3 separate regions of the Pan troglodytes genome follow, and all the other regions are linked to region 1. A link is a contact called in public Hi-C data. All regions are on one chromosome and are shown on one strand. The core of a region is the stretch at or near the end of the contact, and the rest is flanking DNA. Distances in the headings are between cores, read along the strand shown.

Region 1 (3,866 bases), core at 621-3,120:
GCCCTCCTTGGTTGGCTGTTTTTTCCCTGACAGCTTCTGGAAACTGAATGAACTTAATTATGTTTTATTAATAAACTATTATTAATTTTGCATCCTGAAATAAGTGCTTGAATCAGGAATAGCATACTTCCCACTAAATTCCTTTTGCCTGAATGAAATCTTCAGATTCCCATCTATACTGCATGGGCACTTTTAAGAGCTACCACATAGGCCATAACGTTCTTGGAAAACAGTATATGCTGTCAGTTTGCCTAGGTAGAGACAGGAGCTGACAAGGCAATCCTCAAGTTCCTTTCTTTTATTCTGAGAGCTGTATTCTGTGGATAGGGATTTTGTATTTTAGTGCTAACAATGTTTTTCAATACCTAACACCATGAGTATTCAAAGGTCTAATGTTATCTTTAATGTATGTAATGAACATACAATGATACAATGGTACATCTTATGAATATTACATTCATTTTCTATTCCTACAATGTTTTCAGAGGAAATATTTTTACCCTGACCTGGATTCTATCGCTATCCTAATAATTGTGGTTCAGAAAATTGTCTCACAGGCAGACAGTTTCCTAATCATGTTTTACTCAATTATTTTATTTCTCAATATGATAGGCTGTGAAGTAGTCCACTGGAAAAGGCATCATGCTGAGAGTAAGAAAAGCTTATTTGTTCACTGCTCTATCTCCAGCACCTAGAACAATGCCTGACCCAGAACAGGTGCATAGTATTTGCTGAGTGAATTCTAATCCTACTTCTGGGTAAAATTAAGTAAATTAATTAGTTCTAGAGGGACTCTGTCTAGATGACCCCTAAACTTCCATGGTAAGGTTTTGTGGTTTTTATCTTGGCTTTTCTAAATGCTCTAAAAATAGTAGTGGATGGTAACAATGCAGTGTTCAGTAAAATCAATTGGTGGAGATTGTTGATAGATGGCTCATAAGACATCAGTATTACAAATCCTATGTGTGTGCGCGTGTGGTCATACAAGGCAAAGTTAAAGTCTTTTTTTTATGACGATGATAAATTAGTCTTGTTTGGGCGAGTGAACTCAAGAGGTGGTTCAAATAAATGTCATATTTTTCATTGTATCTTCAGTGCCTAGTACAGTTACTGGCTCATAGTACGTATTCAATAAATAGTGGTTGAATTAATTGCCTTCATTAACGTTCCGTTTAAATGCTAGACGCAGCTAGGTCTTTACCCCTCCTTGGAAAGAGATGGAACTGTAACCAGAAATCCCTTAAAAGGTAAGGACCAGTAATCAGGCTGAGCTAAGCTCATGGGTAGTACGAGACAGGCTTAAAGCACTGAAGGAAGAAAGACGAGAACCCAAGCGTGAGAGAAAGCAAAACAAAACAAGTAAAGAGAGGAAGAAAAACATTTCTAAAGTGGGGGTTGGCAGGAAGCCACCGCAATTACAGCAGGTCAACCCTTGTCAATAGGTGGTCACCTCAAGAACTTACCATTAAAACCCTCGGCTACACAGACCCCACTTTTAAAAGGTTATTAATTCTGACATGTCCAAGTTCATCTGAGTTCCTTAGAAAGAGCAACCAGCAGCACCTACTTCACGACCTATCCCCCATTCCATTCAAATAACGCAGCCAATGGGAAAATCCTCCGCCCTGAGCCAACGACTCGGCGTAGCTGAGACAGCCCGGGAGGCAGATCTGCCCTGTAGAGCCTTGCGGTTCCACTGCTGGCCTCCGGATTCCCGGGAGCCCCCAGCCCGACAGGACAACCTTCCTTCCCCGCTTCCTCCTTTCCAGGTCCGTCCCAGCCCCCGCTGCCTGGGCCACACCCTCTTCCCTCCGGTGGCCCAGCCACCCCCGCCGCAGTTCGCGGGAGCGCTCTTCCTGGGGCGGGCGCAGTCCCAGGGCGCATGCGCACTGGTCGAAGGGCGCCTCCCAGTCCGGATCTCGCGAAGTTACGTTAGATTGGCCGCCGGTGACGGGTGGCCGTGCTGGGGGCGGGAGGGCTTCTGTGGTAGGAAGGGAGGTCCGCTCGGCCGGGTGCGCCGCCCCAGTGCTCTGTGGGATACTGGAAGTCTCGAGCGTCGGCTCCGGGTTCCCAGCCCTCCTCTGGCCCGCACTCATAGAAACATTCACACACCCCCTGCCTCCCCTCTCTTCCCTCTCCGCCTCCCCCTTCCCCCCCTCGCGATAAGAAGACCCGGCGGCAGGAGAGGGGATGAAGATGGCGGACGCGAAGCAGAAGCGGAACGAGCAGCTGAAACGCTGGATCGGCTCCGAGACGGACCTCGAGCCTCCGGTGGTGAAGCGCCAGAAGACCAAGGTGAAGTTCGACGATGGCGCCGTCTTCCTGGCTGCTTGCTCCAGCGGCGACACGGACGAGGTCCTCAAGCTGCTGCACCGCGGCGCCGACATCAATTACGCCAATGTGGACGGACTCACTGCCCTGCACCAGGTCTGTGCGCCCCGCCGCCGGCTCTCCTGACCGTGAGGGTTCTCGTCGGCCTCCTGCTCGGGCCTGCCCTCAGTTCTCCACCTCTTGAGGCTGGGGGCGGCGGGAGACTCCCTGCTGCGGGATGAGGGGGCGGTTTCCCCAAAGGGCGGGAGGGAGAGCTGGTGGAAGGGAGGGCGCTGGGCTTGAGGCCCCCCTTCAGAACAGTTGCTGGTGGAGTTGGGAACCGGGTGATTTCCGGGGCATAGGGGAAAAGGAACTGTGGTCGTCTTGGGGCCCCAGGGCCATTCGTGGATAAGTCTGGGATTTGGGGTCGAGACAAGGAGGGGTGTAGTGGGGTTGTGCCTGGGCCCCGGTGTCAGTGGTATATTCGGAGGGGTGGATGCTGAAGGAAGAAAACTAACAAGGGGCATTAGGGACGGTTAGGCAGATGAACATCTTTGACTTGTAGGTGGGCATTGGATTTGTTGCACTTTTTAGGACTTGATTATAAATGATGATAATAATAGTAATCTAGAGCCCTAAGCTGAGTGCCCTGAACGAACGATTTCCTGTTTTCTCATTTATTACTCTTGGTCACTGGGGAGGGGAAAACAGGGTGTAATTAGCTGATCTGCACCGGCTGAAAGGAAGGGGATGGAAGTGGGTAGAGTAAAGAAGCCCTCTAAAGGGCTTGCCCACCTCCGGACCGGAACGTGTTGAGTCTGATACCCGAAGTTTGCCGCAGTGTCAGAGATCCTTGAGCCCCAGGTCCTGGGGTGTGCACTGGTGTTAGAAAGAGAAGAATAAATAGGGGACACTCTTTTCAAAGCCGGTTACCAAGCTCTGGTTTTTCTTTTGGGGGTGGGAAAAAAGAAAGCTGGTCACAAACTTTTCTCAAAATGGATGCTTTGTGCATATTAAAGTTTTATAGTAGTCTGATTGGGATCTCTCAATGTTAGCCAAATAAGGAGAAACTATTGGCAATCCAGAGATAATGTTGCCTTGCCTTTAACAGGCCAAAAGCAACACAACCACGTAGAGTTATGCATAAAAAGCAATTTTTAAGTGATGGTAATAGGTGACAAAACATAGGCTTTTTCTATTTTTTTAGCGGGCAACTTGGAATAATTGTAATAGAAAATGACTTTGCAGCAATAGCTTCCCCTTAACAATGAAAAGACTTGTAAGCTATCTCAAAGTTGCCTTGGTTGTGTGTGGAAGATGCATAGCCTTATTTTGAGTAATGTTGTAGTAAAAACTTGTTTGGGAGGTTGAAACTCAAGGCTTTATATTTCATGAATATTAACTTGACGCCTTTTTAAAAAAGGTGTGTAGTGACATTTTTCCTTGTCCTGCTTACTGTTTAAGGGAGTGATGACCATTTTAAATTTTATGTAATGGAATTCTCATATCAGACATGGAGTATAGCCTTTGTTTACAAAGTTGACTGGATACATTGA
Region 2 (3,866 bases), core at 778-3,277, 390 kb after region 1:
TCTATGAATTGTAGTCTTTAAACCCTGGGACTAGTTTTCTGCTCTATCTTCCTTCTAGTAAATGCAGATTTGGTGAATTACAATCCCCACCTGACTAATCTCAATAAACTTTTCCTCTATTATATTTTTTCCTTCAGAAACATAGAATGTGTTCATGAACTTTTGAGGGGAGAGAATGGGAAAGATTTGGGAAAGTCTTAGGTAAATAGTACTGACCTTGTGTAAAGAGTGTTAATGTTATTATATAGCAGTGAAAATACAAGAGATAGAAAAAATAACATAGCAGTCATTGTCCAAATATGGCCCACTTGAACTCTGGATGGTATTTCAGCACTGTAGGAAAATTCCAGAAATCTCTCTGCCTACAAATATTTTCCTCACCTTATCTGCCTCTGCTGATAAATGGAGGATAAGCTTGACATCAGCAAATATTTGAAGAAGTGCTGTACTTGAAGAAGTACACCACCAGTGCTGGAGGCAGCAGTATTCCAGTACATGAATTGCCTGTTATGTCCTTTACCTGATTTATTGAATACTTTCTGATTTACATTTTTACCCAGATCTTCAGTCTAACTTCAGTAGGTTAGTTTGCATACATTCTTGAAATACTAATCTCAGAGAAGTCTGATGCTAGTCTGCCTCTATACAGGAGGCAGAGTGTATGCCTAGGAACACTAGTTGAACTCATAGGAAGGGAGATTCTGCACAAAAAAGTTCAAGGAGTTCTAAGATTTCTTTTTTTTTTTCTTTTTCTTTTTTTTGAGAAGGAGTCTCACTTTGTCTCCCAGGCTGGAGTGCAGTGGCACGATCTCAGCTCACTGCAACCTCCACCTCCTGGGTTCAAGCGATTCTCCTGCCTCAGCCTCCTCTCCTGCCTCAGCTGGGATTACAGGCTCCCGCCACCATGCGTGGCTAATTTTTGTATTTTTAGTAGAGACTAGTTTCACCATGTTGGCCAGGCTGGTCTCCAACCCCTGACCTCAGGTGATCCACCCGTCTCGGCCTCCCAAAGTGCTGGGATTACAGGCATGAGCCACTGCACCCAGCCGAGTTTAAGATTTCTAGCAGCCTTCTTTTCTTTTCTTTTTTCTTTTCTTTTCTCTATCTCTCTTTCTTTTTCTTTCTTTCTTTCTTTCCTTCTTTCTTTCTCTTCCCTTTTTTTTTTTCAGACAGGGTCTTGCTTTGTCACCCAGGCTAGAGTGCAGTGGTGTGATCACAGCTACTGCAGCCTCAAACTCCTGGGCTCAAAGGATCCTCCCACCCCAGCCTCCTGAGGAGCTGGGACTACAGGTGCACACCTGTATAATAGTACATGACTATTTTTATTTTTTTAGAGATGGGGTCTTGCTATGTTGCCCAGGCAAACCTTGAACTCCCAGCCTCAAGTGATCCTCCTGCCTTAACTTCCCAAAGTGTTGGGATTACAGACATTAGCCACTACCCCTGCTAGCTTTGCTTTCTTTGGTACGCCCCGGCTAGGACCAAATTTACTGGGACCCCGTTTATACACATAGTTTCTCAAGCAGTGAGAAACATGTGCCCCTGCTCCCTATGTTTGCATACATGACTAATCTACTAATAGCTTTTGACCATTTGGGCAACCCTGCATTTAAGCAAACCAAATATTTGTAACTTGAATATGGAAACAAAACAGAAATCCTGTACCAATGGGCTGTGCTGGATTATTTAACTTTTCATTTCTTTGAAGGGCTCCTTTTGCCCTTAGAGATAGCATTTGAGAGAAACTCCAAAATTCAGGCAGAAATTCAGGACAAAAAAGCAAGTTTAACCTCTGGTTTCTGAACTGTGGTGCATATTAGGCAAGACTGTTCCGGATAGACCAGAAACTTTGGCCTGTGCAATTCATGCTGCATGTCGCTATGATGTGCATCTGGATGTATTCACCCTGAGGTTGTTTATTTACAATGAGAATTGAAGGAAAAGTTCAGAAACATCCTGTCACAGGATGTGTGGATAGGCCTGCTGAATGCTGAAGCCAGAGGAAAGCAGGAAAGTTTCAGCAATTAGTGATGGCATTGCCCTCTAGTGGTTTGTCCATGGCTTAAAAATGAATATACTGCAGGTGTATCCCAGTTCTCCAAAGAATTGTCCCAAATAAACTGTCAGATTGTGTACGGAAAAGAGAAAAGGAGGGGAAAGAGGAAGGGAGCAAGAGGGAAAGAAAGGAGGAGGGAGAGGATTCTTGCCAGGATAGCCCATCTCAGCAGCTAGGAAGCTCTAGGAGCCAGGCTTTCTGTAGAAGGCTTCTGACATCCAATTAGGCCCTCAGTGAAAACATTTTTTTCCCAAGCTTCTGGCAAGTGATTCTAGCTAAAAGTCACTATTCACGATTTGTAATAGGGCCCTGGGTTCCTTTCCAGCCTCCACAGCTTTGTACCAGCTTCCCCTCCCTGGTCCACATTCCATTCCTAGGTAAGTCATCACACGTGCTGAGAGGTAGAACCATCTGCAGGGCAAAGTGTGTAGGTAGACCAGGCTTCTTTTCTTGCACCCCCACCCTTCTTTGTTTCCTTTATGCCTCATTGTCATCTCCCCAAATACTTTTGCTGCCCTTTATACTTAATTTCCTGTTGGCTCCCCACAGAAGAGCTGGTGGCCCAATTCCTCAGGTGCCTGAAAGAATGTTTAAAGAGCTGCCTCAGCCTTTAGAGAATGACAGGAATGCTGACAATTTCAGGCAGTACTTTTCAGTCCCACTGGAAAGAAAGTTTTGGCCCAGAGATGGGGCGGGGTGCAGGGGTGGGAGGGATGGGTTTGGGGGGTCTGTGTGTGTAAGAGGAGCTTCAAAACCACCTCAGATCATAATTACCTAAGGCTATGGACTTGTCTGAAGCCTGGGAGTCTCATCGTGGAGTCATCTCGTGTTTGTTGACCTATAGGAACAGAGGCCTCTGGGAAAGTGGTTGTTTGTGTAGCAAATTATAGATATGTGAAATTAATTTGGCTCTGAGTCTTGAGACATGAGTTATTTCTCATAATATTTTAGTCATAGTCCCCATAGTTGGTAAACAGAGTAAGAAAACTTTTCAGTGTTGAAATGTAGACTATTATTCCTGGGTTTGTTAAATCCTGGAACTTCTCCTGAGTCTAATTTCATTACAGGAAGGAGGGGAAAATTGTGAAGGTTTGACTCAGAACTGTCACCACAGTCTTTCTGATTCTCTATCCACATAAAGTTTTTTATTTGGTTATTTTTGAATGCTTTTTATTCAACTCAGAGCAACTTCGTCTTAAATAGGGGGGCTAGGTAAAATAAGGCTGAGGCCTACTGGGCTGCATTCCCAGACAGTTAGGAATTCTAAGTCACAGGATCAGATAAGAGGTGGGCACAAGATACAGGTCATAAAGGCCTTGCTGGTAAAAACAGGTTGCAGTAAAGAAGCCGACTAAAACCCACCAAACCAAAACCAAGATGACGATGAGAGTGACCTCAGGTTGTCCTCACTGCTACACTCCCATCAGCGCCATCACAGTTTACCCTATATGGTCTAAAAAGGGGAGGCATGAATAATCCACTTCTTGTTTAGCGTATCATCAAGAAATAACTGGAAAAGTGGGCAACCAGCAACCTGTGGGGCAGCTCTGACTATGGAGTAGCCATTCCTGTATTACTTTCCTAGTAAAAAGCCATTACTTTCCTAGCAAACTTGCTTTCACTTTATGGATTTGCCTCAAATTCTTTTTTGTGCAAGATCCAATAACCCTCTTTTGGGGTCTGGATCAGGACCTCTTTCTGGTAACATGAGGACAGTCAAAACCCACATCACAAACACAACAACCTTTGTGACACTTAGAGGAATTTCAAATGAGGAAGATGATTTGGTTGGTTGGGACTTAGTCTGGTA
Region 3 (3,866 bases), core at 953-3,452, 320 kb before region 1:
AACATGAGTAATAGAAGGGTTGAGAGAAGCAGTGGCCTCAACCATCCCATTGCATGAGGATCATCTTAGGAAACCTACTATAAAGAATTGGAGAGTATTGGGAGGCTTATTTCCAGACATCCACATATAACAAAGTGGTTCCAGATTGTGGATATTATGGCAACTCTGTGTAATACACAATTGTCTAGGAAGAATTGGGAATGATCTCATTTCAATGGACTCTCTGAAATGAATAGTAATGTGTCAGATGCCACATAGTTGTTGAACTTAATGTCTGCACAATGCACAGTGTACAATGTCTGGCAGATATTAGGAGCGCAATAATGTTTGATAAATAAATCTATAAATGCATGAATAAGTGAATAATGAGTAGAAATTGGGGATTAGGGTATATGCTGAAGGCCATGAGATGTAACTATAAAATCACCTGGGGAGGGGAGGACATCTGTGTAATCATTTCCTGAAATCTGTTGATTTTTCCCTTGAGAATGACTGATCAGATATAATTCTTTATAGAAGCAACCAAGTTTGACAAAACATTTCAGATTCCATCTTTCTGAAAGAGGGTAGGTTTGTGGTTTCTTGATATCGTGGACCTAGTTTTCCTTGGTTTCCTAACAGATAAAATTAATCAATATTTTCATTGTCATTGTCTTTTACAGACCAGATAAGCTGTTGGAGATCAGTTTTTTCACTACTAAGGAATTATACTGAACTTATTTTGTTGAGTATATTACATATATTTATTATTGGTAAGAAAACATGATAATTGCTCAAGTATGATATTTTTGCATTCAGAATGTATATGTATATAAAAACAAATGACTTAAACTATAGCAGTATACTGTTTACATATATATTCTTAATGCCAAGGATCCTGAAAGAGCAAAGTAATACACCAAAGAGGCTAACAATTTGTAGATCAAAGTATATTCCCACTGACATTAAGTTAAGGATAACTAAAGAAGATCCTCATGAAAAAAAATCCTTTAGAATCTAGATCAGAGTTATTGACTTTTGTCTACTTATTTTCCTTTCTTTGGGGATCTTCCTGAATTTACCTATTTGAATTTTTTTAAAAAAAAATCACAGTTCATGGCAAAGCTAAAAAAAAGTTAATATCAAATATATGTATGCACGTACATAGCATGTGTGTGGTTTAGGGTGCATGTGGGGAAGTTAATGTGGGTAGTTCACAGGCTTATTTTCAAAGACAAGGCAAATATCTCAAAATATAAATAGTCTATATATCCAGTTTAATATTTCAATTTCGTATATGTGTATATTTAAAAGACATGGGATATGGGAAGAAAAGTGATAGAAAATAGAGCAAAATAGCATATAATAAAGGAGGTAACTAAAGAAATGACCACAGGGAAACTGAATTTATCAATTGAACTCTACTTCAACTTTAACATGTTATTAAAAAATAAAAAGTAAAGTTGCTACAATATCCAGGAGGAAACCAAGAAAGAAACAAACCAAACAAGAGTAGTTGAAGGAGGAGGAGTAGATTAGTTGAAAGTTGGGGACAGAATGGAGGAAGGTATTGTTAAATGGGAGTGAGATTAAAAGTAGTCATTCATGAAACTAAAAAACTCTAGTCTAGCCGTGTTATTATAGATAAGAAAAATGATCAAAGAGGTTAAGAAACGTTTTCAAGTTTAAAAGCTGGCTTAGATTTAAAAAAGACAGAAAGCACAAAGAGCAAAAGTATCTTGTGCTCTTTCCAGCATACCAGAATCCTATATTAATAATAAAAACAATATGGCAATCAACAGAATCCTCCCAACAACCACCACATGATCCGTAAACTGTGCTGGCTTCTTATGAATGCTCAACCAATATGAGTAATGTATTTTTAAAAACTACATCCAAATAGTGAACTAGCCAAGATGATTAAAGGAAAAAATAAACTTATAAGAATATTTAAGCATGTACATTAATTTTTTCACAATTATATATATACATGTGTATGTCTTGTATATATCTTCTATCTGAATATATACATGTGTATCTTCTATCTGAATATATACATGTATATCTTTTTTATTGCAAAGTGAACTAGACTTTAACATGGTTTGCTGGGGCTTTAGTTTTAAAAAATGCAGCCAAAAATTCTTAGCATGTGAGTTGTCCTGTCATTGCAAATTGGAACTCTGGAGCATGACCATCTCAAATTGTTGCCCACTCAATGGCACAAAGCCTCTTTGGATCACTGGCTTCCTGCTTATAAAGCCATAATATATGCTATGAGTAGGGCTCATGAGCAATGAGTAATGAGATGGTAATAACTGACATCAAACATCCCTGGACAATCACAGCATTCTCAGAGGATTCCTAGAGGCTTTTCTTTAGTATTTAAAGACTCTGAAAACTCCCAAATGCTAGTCCACATCTGCAAACAAGGGATTTCTAAACATCTAAAATAAGAAAATTTATGAAATAAAAATAGGAAATAAAAGCCACTGTCAGGTTTTTAAAAAACAACCTAGATTACATGAAAAGACATATGTAAAGGCATAATATTAAGCAAAAAAAATACACAAGGAATGGCATTGATTTTACCATAATGGAGAAAATTAGAATTTAAACTCACTATCTAATTTTATAAAATTATAGTAATACATAGAACTTTTCCCTAAGTTTACAGCAGAAAGGAAGTTTACATGCAAAACTTACTGTTTTGTTGATTGATGTTACAGGGGTCCACCATTGGGACATGAACAGGTGCAAAACAGGTAGAAGAAACTCTCCACGCATTTGCGTGAAGTTGTGGTGTACCTTCTATCATGCCTGATGGAGAACTAGAAAGCAAAGACAATGCTCATCTTCATGTATCTCTCATTCATTTGTTCATAACTTTCAGATATTTAAATAAGAGAATACTATTTTTCATAATGTACAAGGAAATCTTACAGCTTGAAATTTTCTACCAGTTTAAAAAAAAGTACAACGATATTAAGCTCCATATTATTGACATTTTGCAATGTGCCAAATTGTAGACATACATGATTTTATTTAATCTTCATCTCAAACTTATAAGAAAAACATCTTTTATCCCCATTTTACAGAGAAAGCAAAGCAGAATCTCCGAGAAATATTAAATTACACTAAGCTGCTAAGTATCAAAGTCACAATTCACAGTTCTCCCTGACTTAACCACATACACTCACACAACCAAAACTTTAGCATGTGTGTGGTTGAGGGTGCATGTGGGGAAGTTAGTATGGGCATTTCACATGATTTTTTTCAAAGTAAAGACAAATATCTCAAAATATAAATAGTCTATACATCCAGTTCAATATTTCAATTTCCATTATGAGATCCGAAATATCAAGATTCCATTATGAAGTGGGCAAACCAAATGAAAAACATCTATCTTAAAACTACAACAGTGTTTAGGAAACAAACACACAATTCCACCCCCAGCAGCCATTCAGATGTATTCATTCATCAACCAACATTTATTAAGTGACAACCCCTATTGGACAATGTGCCAGACACTATCAAAACTTCTTAGGAATCAGGTTGAACTAGATCTCCTGCAGGAAGTTTTTGACCACACCACAATCCTGACTGTGTTAACTCCTCCAATATGGCTAAGTAGAAGAGTAGGCATTATCTCAGCTTTCTCTAGTGTCCTTATAGATTAACTATTTTCACTGGAGCTGCTCAGCAGAGTGACCGAGAGAGGACAAAAAAAGGGAGCAATGCAAGCCATTTCCTTGTCCCCACCCTTTCGTCCTTCTCTCCTTTTCCTATTCCTCAAAATCAAACTAGCCCATAACTGTAAAGAACTGCAACAAACACCCTAGTACAAAATCTCATTTTGCTTATTTAAGAACACTGAGACTCAAAGTAAT

What was found. Hi-C and Micro-C count contacts between places; a contact is called where the count stands out from the background.
Region 2: a contact with region 1 is called in a Hi-C map of stem cell-derived neural progenitor cells, with 3 times the contacts expected there. The contact joins the enhancer-like site here to the promoter of PPP1R12A in region 1. A contact is called at or near these places in 1 of 7 Hi-C or Micro-C datasets (stem cell-derived neural progenitor cells) and 1 of 1 datasets of contacts at active chromatin or transcription factors (stem cell-derived excitatory neurons).
Region 3: a Hi-C map of stem cell-derived neural progenitor cells shows a contact between it and region 1, with 3 times the contacts expected there. The contact joins the enhancer-like site here to the promoter of PPP1R12A in region 1. A contact is called at or near these places in 1 of 7 Hi-C or Micro-C datasets (stem cell-derived neural progenitor cells) and 1 of 1 datasets of contacts at active chromatin or transcription factors (stem cell-derived excitatory neurons).

The regions. Positions count from the first base shown.
Region 1 is chr10:86,728,958-86,732,823 of NHGRI_mPanTro3-v2.0_pri, reverse strand. PPP1R12A (protein phosphatase 1 regulatory subunit 12A) reads left to right here and starts at 1,870. Exons shown (of 25, transcript XM_001163581.6): 1 at 1,870-2,427. The coding sequence starts at 2,191.
Region 2 is chr10:86,342,017-86,345,882 of NHGRI_mPanTro3-v2.0_pri, reverse strand. No RefSeq gene overlaps it. Among named protein-coding and RNA genes, the nearest start is that of MIR1252, 130 kb to the right of the region's middle. Within about 2 kb of position 2,027, at least 4 of the 24 cell types and tissues checked have an H3K27ac peak or open chromatin away from gene starts, as enhancers often do. A contact at or near this core is called in stem cell-derived neural progenitor cells, where this site is marked.
Region 3 is chr10:87,054,072-87,057,937 of NHGRI_mPanTro3-v2.0_pri, reverse strand. It overlaps OTOGL (otogelin like), which reads right to left. Exons shown (of 58, transcript XR_010148372.1): 19 at 2,683-2,807. Among named protein-coding and RNA genes, the nearest start is that of OTOGL, 75 kb to the right of the region's middle. Within about 2 kb of position 2,202, at least 1 of the 24 cell types and tissues checked has an H3K27ac peak or open chromatin away from gene starts, as enhancers often do. A contact at or near this core is called in stem cell-derived neural progenitor cells, where this site is marked.